Regions from separate parts of the Mus musculus genome. Here region 1 is linked to region 2. The links are chromatin contacts, called in public Hi-C maps. All regions are on one chromosome and are shown on one strand. Each heading gives the region's core, a stretch centred on a gene start, on an enhancer-like site or on the middle of the called end of the contact. The rest is flanking DNA. Distances are from core to core; before and after follow the strand shown.

Region 1 (4,341 bases), core at 916-3,415, 370 kb after region 2:
CTGAGCCATCTCTCCAGCCCCAGAGCAAGCTCTTAAACACCACACCGTCTTACAGATCCCAATATTTTATCTCCTGTCTAAGACAATGATCACACTAATTACATTGCTGCATCAGGCACTTCTCTGTTGCTGTGTTAGCTCACCATGACCAAGGCAACTTACAGAGAGAAGAGTTCATGTTGGCTTACTGTTCCAGAAAAGGAGTCCATAATTTCAGGGAGAGGGATGAGCTGGTTGCTAAAGCAGGAAGTTGAGAGACACACAGGAAGTCTAGGGTGCCAACCAGAAGCAAAGCTAGGCTATAAACTCTCCAAGGCCATCCTCCAGTGACATACTTCCTCCAGAAAGGCTTCACTTCCTGAATATTTCTTAGCTTCCTAAACAGTACCACCAACTTAGGACCAAATGTTATTCAAATATCTGAATCCTGTGAAGGACATTTCTCACTCAAACCACCACAGTGTACACACACACAACACACTCAAACTACCACAGTGTATACACACACAACACACTCAAACCACCACAGTGTACACACACACAACACACTCAAACCACCACAGTGCACACACACACAACACACTCAAACCACCACAGTGCACACACACACAACACACTCAAACCACCACAGTGTATACACACACAACATATGAAAATTATTCTGGGCATTTGTCTCAGGAAAATGAAAATTGATGCTTACATAAAACCTATATACAAATCTTTACAATAATTTTACTTCTGACGACCGAAATTTGGAAGACAACTCACAATTCCTTCAAAAGATGAGTGATTAAACAAATAATCCATCCATGCATCGAATATTATTCAACAATGAAAAGGAGTAAATTACACACACACACACACACACACACACACACATATATATATATACAACAACTTTGATGAATCTCAATGAATTGGTAGCAAATGAAAAGTCAGTCTTGAGATGTATGGTCCCACTCACTACAACATCCTTGAAATGACCGCATTCAGAGATGGAAACGTATTAGTGGTCTAAGATGGTGGCCAGGCTTTGAGAGAGTAAGTAGCAAGATTGGTCTTCACGTGGACTTGGGATGTATCTTGACTGATGATGCTGACATGAACACATACACGTTATGAGCTTGCACACATACAAGCATGTAAGACTTAATGGATGCATAGAAGCCTGCTAGATTTTTTTACCAATGCACATTTCCTGGTGATAAGATTTGTGCTATAACTACAGGATGTTGCTTTCAAGGAGCCTGGACAAAGGGCATACATACTCTTTCTATATTATGTCTTATAACTATTTGGGAATTCCCAGTGATCCCAAAGGAGGAGTCTGGCAAGTGCTCGCAAGCTGGAGCTGTTTTAGGACTTAGAAAGGAAAACTGTACATACAATGCTCATCTTTGGCAAGCTTTCTGGGACTGTGTGAATCATCAGTGTCATCTTAGAGTCTGGAGGTAACCCCGGCGTGTGGTTTTTATAATTGGAGATCACACCATGAAGATGTACCCACCTAGATCCTGTCCTTTCAATTTGGAGTTAGCAGCCTTATTAATTTTTTCCCTCATTGGTGTCCATGAGCTGCACTAATGACTTCAGTAAATGTTTCTACTACTTAAGAGATTTTCTGTGAGACATTGAATGCTGTATTATGGGTGCTCTCTATAAATACTGCTTAAAATTAGATGGCAAAGGCTCCCAATTCACATCCTGCCAACTGTCTTACCACACTTTTCCCCCCCTTGCCTGTTTGCCTGCCATGCTATCCTCTATAATGAGTGAGTTACAGTAATTGTAGCTGGAAAAATCATCATGCAAAGTGGGGGGGGGGGGGGGCGGGGCGGGGCGGGGCGGGGACGGCTCAAAACCTGCCTTATTTTTAAATGAGTAAAGCTTCTGTCGGTTTTTTTTTTTTTTTTTTTTTTGGCCGCGTTTCAGCCTCACAGCGAAGTGAAAGAGCCAAAAGAGGCAGTGGGGTAACTGGCACGTGGGGGGTGGGGTGGGGGTAGGGTCGTGGCAGCATCAATTAACCGGATTTCATTTTCCCTTAATAAAGAAATTCGGTTTTTCCACAGCTAACTGTATAATCAATTTGCTGCCCCGCTGCTTTGCTAACTGGCTGTTGGCGCCACTTCAATACTATTGAGCCTAGCCTGTGGCCAGAGCTCGAGGAGGAGCCAGCGGCAGGGAGGAGGAACTCTCTGCCGGACTCGGACAGACTCAGACTCGGCCGGCCGAGTTGACTCCTTCCTGCAATTTCTCTGCGCTTTGTTTGCTCCCATCTTTCTTTCCTTGTTATTTTGACGCATGATCTCATGTAGCCCAGGCTGGTCTCACTAGTAGTGGAGATTACACGCAGGGATCACAACATCTGCTTTATGCAGAGCTGGGGACTGAACCCAGGGTTTTATGCGTGCTACACAAGTACTCTACCGGTTGAGCTAAATCCTGGGGCCTGAACTCTTTAGTTCCCCCTCCCCCATTTCCCCCCTTCTCTCTCCTCTTCTTTCTATCTACGTATTTCTTTTGAAATTGCCTGCGTATGTTTGTGCGAGCGCGGGGGTGGGGTGAGGTGGAGTGGGGCGTACGACAGGGGGTGGGGAAGTTCGCGCCTGCCAAGACATGGGTGTGGAGGTCAGGCAGATTGCTTGCTGCAGTCTGCTCTCTCCACTGCGTGGATCCCCAATGATTGAACTCAGATCATCAAGCTTGCTGGTGGCAAATGTCCTTTCCCCCTTAGTCATCTCATTGGCTGTCTGTCTTTTCTCTGTAGGGAGCAAGAGCTGGCTGAGATGCCCACTGCTTGCCTTAACCCCTTGAGCTCACGTGATCTTGCTGCCTCAGCCTCCTGAACAGCGGAAATGACAGGCAAACACAGTGGCTCTTTCATTCCAGTCGTAGAGAATAACTAATTTTACTTATGATCATTAGTGTGTTCGCTGGTACTTTTATGTCACCTTAGTAACTCTGATGCATCTGTGCCCTGCTGTAGGCCAGAGGACTTGGTTCCCTCCTCTATTGTTTGAAGCAGGGTCTCTCTTGTTTCTAAGGTTCTGTTTACTCAGCTCGCTGACCTGTGAGCTTCTAGGTGATTCCTCTGTCTTCACTTCGTGCCTCCTTGTGGGTGTTTGAGGACTACAGATGTGCACCACCACCTCTGGATTTTTTATGTGGGTTCTGGGGAATCTAACTGAGGTCAACGGACTTTAGTGTGCAAGGCTTTACCCACTGAGCCATCTTCTTGATGCTCCACGCGTCCCCATCCCTCTGGTATAACAGCTGACTCTGGTATAACAGCTGACATGGTATTAGAGCTGCCTTAATCACGTTCTGATGTCTGGTTGACAAGTTTAAAGTCTTCCATTTACTGTGGCTTTGGAGCACTCTGGAAGGATTTTAGTTTTATGGTATTATCTAACTATGTAGGAATTTAGAGTGTTGAGGAAAAAAAAAAAAAAAAAAAAACCCGTGTTTCCAATACAGTTGTTTCTGTGAGTGAAGCAGCTGAGTCTGTAGCAAATGCTCTTTGCAATCAGCACTTTCAAGTTATCCTTCTGTCGGCTTGGAGAGAGTGCAGAAAAACCACATTCTCTCCTAACTGCTGATTGTGTTCTTGCAGCCTGTCCCAGGCCTGCAAATTATACCCTGTACGACGGATCGGATCGCTCACTAACTCACTTGTAGTTCCACATTTTTCTCTCTAGCTTGCTGGATTACAAGACACAAGTTAAACTACAAGATAAACAAATATTATCTTTAGTCACAGAATCACCAGACAAAAAGCCCCTCAGAGCAAGCTGGCTCCACCCTCCTTGTGGCTATTTCTGCTCCTTATTCTGAAGGCTGCACTTCAGTTTAAGGACCGTGGACTTGGAAGGCCTGAGGAAAGCTTGAGTCAAGATGGCCAGGACAACATCTGTCTCTGTGCTGGGACCCTAAAAGCTCCCCTGATAGCTTTGTCATCTTTAGTCCCTCGAGTAGCAGGCCTCTGAGGATCACACACCTTGAGAGGTCATGGTGTAGACATGCACACTGAGCCTTCTAGCCTCAGCTGTGGATCCTTCCTGTAGTTCTCGGAGTCATTTTTCTGACATTCATACCTCTAACTGTAAAGTTGGCGCTCCATGTCTCTGTGCCCTCATCCCTCAGTGATAACTATATCACAGTTTGGAATGAATCCCCTCCAAACCTATTACAGTTTCCCACTTCCCCCTACCTGACTTTTCTTAGAGGATCCCTAAGATGGATTCTAGCGAGCTGAGATATTTGTCTAGTTCTCTTGTATTTCCATCTGGTGTGGGGCTTCTTTTCTTATGAGTTATACTCAAAGGGGTAATAAGACCTGGA
Region 2 (4,400 bases), core at 909-3,408:
CCCTCACTGAGGAAAGGGGGCCGTCTTTCCTGCTAAAGAGAAAGAAAGTGAAGTTTCCTGGAATCTTCTTTTTCTCCTCGTGAATCTCATTATGTCATCGAAATTCTAGGCTTAATCGATGCTTCTGCCCCAGCTTCTCAATTATCTGAGATTTCAGATGCCCACCGCGTCCAGCTCAGAAAATCAAATTGTGGTTACTATTCTAGACATTTCCAGCAGAGGGCGCTTCGGTGCAGGTAGCCAGAACACCGAAGTCATCCAGTTTCTGGCCGCAAACTCAGATTACTAGATTGCCAACAGGGTTTCCAGAACGTGGGTAAAAGAGACTGAAGTGGCAATCCCCACGAAAACAAAAAAAACAAAACAAAACGGTCAAGGGTGCTTCGTACTGAAGTGGAAGGTGAGTGAGGCTGTGTGGGCAGATCGCAACCGTCATTTAGAACAAACCTGAAGCAGAGCGGTGTAAATGACTGTATTCCCAGCACTCAAGAGAATAGCTGGAGCTTTGGCCAGCCTACAGAGGAGACCCTGTGCTGTTCTCAGTATTCAGTTATGCTACCCTCTAATGAAGTACATTGTACTTCCTGGTAATTTCATTTTTATGAAAGGCAATACTGGATTCCTGCCTTTCTTCCTTTCTGCCTGTAGTCCGTTTTTAGGTTGATCAACAGGTTGACATTACACTTGTGACAATTCTCTTGCCTCACGGAACGATAACGTTTCAAAGGGGAAGACTAATTAGGATTGGTACCGTTAGTTTTTTGTCAACACAGCCAGAGTCATCTGGGAAGAGGGAACCTGAGCTGGGGGTTTACCTCCATCAGATCGTTTGTGAGTATGTCTGTAGGAAATGTTCTTAATCATTAATATCGGAGAGCCAGACCATCCCCGGTGGTGCCACTGCTGGGCCGGTAGTCCTGGGTGATACAAGGAGGCAGGTTTACTGGCTAGTAAGCAGCACTCCTTTGCAGGCTCTGCTCCACTCTCTCCTTCCTCCCTTCTGCCTTGAGTTCCTGTCTTGACTTCCCTCGGTGATGAGCTGTACCCTGAAAACCAGATAACTTGTCCTTAATTTACTTTTGGTCATGGTAGACTTTTTATTATTGTTGTTTTGTTGTTGTTGTTGTTGTTGTTGTTTTTATGTGTATGGGTGTTTTGCTTACAAGTATGTCTGGGCACCATATTCATGCACAGTGATGCCCAATGATTCCAGAAAAGGGCCGAGGATTCCCTGGGACTGGAGTTACAGAAAGTTAGGAGCTGCCATGTGTGTGCAGCGAATCAAACTCTGGCCTTCTGGAAGAGCAGCCAGTGCTCTTAACTGCTGATCCATCTTTCTAGCCCACTTCGTCACGTTGTTTATCACAGCAGTCGAAAGCAGACTAGGACATGATGGAAAGGAGTCAAAAGCTTGGTCAAGGGATCTTTAGAGATGGGAAGGGGAACTTTTTAAACGTTGGTCCTGCCATGCTCTCCCAGAGGCATGGTGCCTTCTCTGTCTTTCCTAGTGCTTTCCTTTGCAAAGCAAGCAAATATCATCTACTTTGGTGTTTTAAGAAATAGTACGGGGGGGCTGGTGAGATGGCTCAGTGGGTTAGAGCACCCGACTGCTCTTCCGAAGGTCCAGAGTTCAAATCCCAGCAACCACATGGTGGCTCACAACCATCCGTAACGAGATCTGACTCCCTCTTCTGGTGTGTCTGAAGACAGCTACAATGTACTTACATATAATAAATAAATAAATCTTTAAAAAAAAAAAAAAAAAAAAAAAAAGAAATAGTACGGGGCTGGTGAGATGGCTTAGTGGGTAAAAGCACCCGACTGCTCTTCCGAAGGTTCAAAGTTCAAATCCCAGCAACCACATGGTGGCTCACAATCACCCGTAATGAGATCTGACTCCCTCTTCTGAAGTGTCTAAAGACAGCTACAGTGTACATTATATGTAATAAATAAATGTTTTTTTTTTAAAAAGAAAGAAATAGTACATTTCTCAATGGCCTCGAGAATTAACCTGCAGGAAAAGGAAAATGCTGTGTTTCTTCTCCAAAAATCCTATAGGTGGCGCACAGACACCGGTTTCAAGTGATGGGTCCCAGCTTTGACCTTTCTGCCCAAGTCCGGTTTGTCGGGAACTCTTCTTCCTTCTGCCTCTACCCCCTGCCAGAATTACAGGGCTGCTCTTGGCTCTGAGTTGTTCGGTGTAAGTGAGAAAGCAAGCAGCACCTGCAGTCCTGAGGTGTCACCTAGCAGCTCCCTTCTAACAAGGCTGCGCTCCTCTTGGGAGGACATAGCCAAGAGTCACTGAAGGGCAAGCTCCCTCAAAGCTCCTCTCTAAGGTTAAATAGCAGCATGACCTCGACCCACCTCCTAACCTTAAGGTTCATATTCTCTCTGCAAAACATCAAGGGGGTCTGGAGGAACACTGAAGTCCCTCCTGCCGCATGGATTTTTTTGTTTTGGTTTTGGTTTCGAGACAGGGTTTCTCTGTATAGCCCTGGCTGTCCTGGAACTCACTTTGTAGACCAGGCTGGCCTCGAACTCAGAAATCCACCTGCCTCTGCTGGGATTAAAGGCGTGTGCCACCAACGCCCAGCTTTTTGTTTGTTTGTTTGTTTTTGTTTTTGTTTTTGTCCGCATGGATTTTTTTTTTTTTGTCCCCTACATAAAAGCAAAAATTCTAAATGGTCCCTAAGAAAAAAACTGAATGGATTTTGTGATACTGGGATCAAAATGTGTTATGACTGTCCCAGCTCAAAGACTAGTGTTGCCATGGAAATCTATCTTTCTTTCTTTCTTTCTTTCTTTCTTTCTTTCTTTCTTTCTCTCTCTCTCTCTCTCTCTCTCTCTCTCTCTCTCTCTCTCTCTCTCTCTCTCTTTCTCTCTTTCTCTCTTTCTCTCTTTCTCTCTTTCTTTCTCTCTTTCTTTCTTTCTTTCTTTCTTTCTTCTGAGACAGTCAGCAGCTCATTAACTCACAAGGCAACCCAGAAGACTTCTACAACGCTCCTAAGACGGACCGCCAACAATGCTGGTCCTAATGCTCCACTTGGGGGTGAGCCTTACTCCTCTTCCAATGGCTGACCAACTTGTCGATTATCAGGAACCAAAGCCCTGTGTGGCCCCTGCTTTACAGCCTCCTAAACACGTGCAGCAGACCCATGGCTTTTCTAGTGGCCAGAACAAAACACCTGGCACACCACTTAAGGAAGCAAGGATTGAGTTGGGCTCACTGGTTTCTTGTTGGTTGGTTTTGAGACAGGGTCTCAAACCTGACTGGCTGGAAGTCCCTATGTAGACCAGGCTGGCCTCAAACTCACCAATTTTTACCTGCCTCTACCTTGCAAGTGTTGAGATTACAGTTTGATGGTGTAAAGGAATGGTAGCCAGAACCTCCAGGATCATCCACCAAAGAGATGGGCTGGTGAGAACTGGTTTCCAGTTCCCCTTCTCCTTTTCACTAAGTCTGGGACTCCGTCTCAGGAAACAGGATGCCTACATTCAAGGTGGGTCTGCATGTCTCAGATAGACCTTTCTAGAAGTATCCCCATAGTCACACTCAATGATATGTTCCATGGTGACTCTGCTTTTGAGTTTTGAAACAGCATCTCACTCCTTATAGCCCAAGTTGGTCTGGAAATCATTATGTAGCCCAGTCTAGCCTGGAACTCCTGGAAATCCTTTTGCCTCGTGAGGCTGAGATTACAAGTGAGGGCCACCAGCACACCTGTCTAGAATCAAGGCAACTCTAAATTCAGTCAAGTTGACAATGCAGGTTCACCATCACACCCAGTCTGCTGTTCCTACTACCTATGAGTGGGTAAAATGTTCCAGATTTCAGATGAGTTCTAGATTTAGTTAGAGTAAATCTAACTGAAGTGTGAATGGCAGAGCAGTCAACTTCCTATTCCAAACTGTCTTTACTATTTGACACTGTGGCCAGCTCCCTCACTAAAGAATCTTACACAGCTTCTGACAACTGCAGACTCTTTGGCTACACATCTTAATAGAGTTTTAATTGTACATAATTTAATTTATGGAAAATCAAACGCTCATTCAATTTATGAGAACTATTTTAAGGATATTTTAAACAGCTTGGTTATCTAAATCTACTTTCACAACTATAATTTTTTTTTTCAAAAATCTGAATATAGGGCTGGTGAGATGGCTCAGTGGGTAAGAGCACCCGACTGCTCTTCCGAAGGTCCGGAGTTCAAATCCCAGCAACCACATGGTGGCTCACAACCATCTGTAACAAGATCTGACTCCCTCTTCTGGAGTGTCTGAAGACAGCTACAGTGTACTTACATATAATAAATAAATAAATCTTTAAAAAAAAAAAAAAAATCTGAATATAGCCGGGCGTGGTGGCACACGCCTTTAATCCCAGCACTCCAGAGGCAGAG

What was found. Hi-C and Micro-C count contacts between places; a contact is called where the count stands out from the background.
Region 1: a Hi-C map of LSK cells shows a contact between it and region 2, with 2.8 times the contacts expected there. The contact joins two enhancer-like sites. A contact is called at or near these places in 1 of 484 Hi-C or Micro-C datasets (LSK cells) and 1 of 115 datasets of contacts at active chromatin or transcription factors (large pre-B cells).

Annotation. Positions count from the first base shown.
Region 1 is chr1:13,424,421-13,428,761 of GRCm38.p6, forward strand. No RefSeq gene overlaps it. Among named protein-coding and RNA genes, the nearest start is that of Gm39595, 4.2 kb to the left of the region's middle. Within about 2 kb of position 2,166, at least 280 of the 459 cell types and tissues checked have an H3K27ac peak or open chromatin away from gene starts, as enhancers often do.
Region 2 is chr1:13,050,108-13,054,507 of GRCm38.p6, forward strand. No RefSeq gene overlaps it. Among named protein-coding and RNA genes, the nearest start is that of Gm39592, 53 kb to the right of the region's middle. Within about 2 kb of position 2,159, at least 13 of the 459 cell types and tissues checked have an H3K27ac peak or open chromatin away from gene starts, as enhancers often do.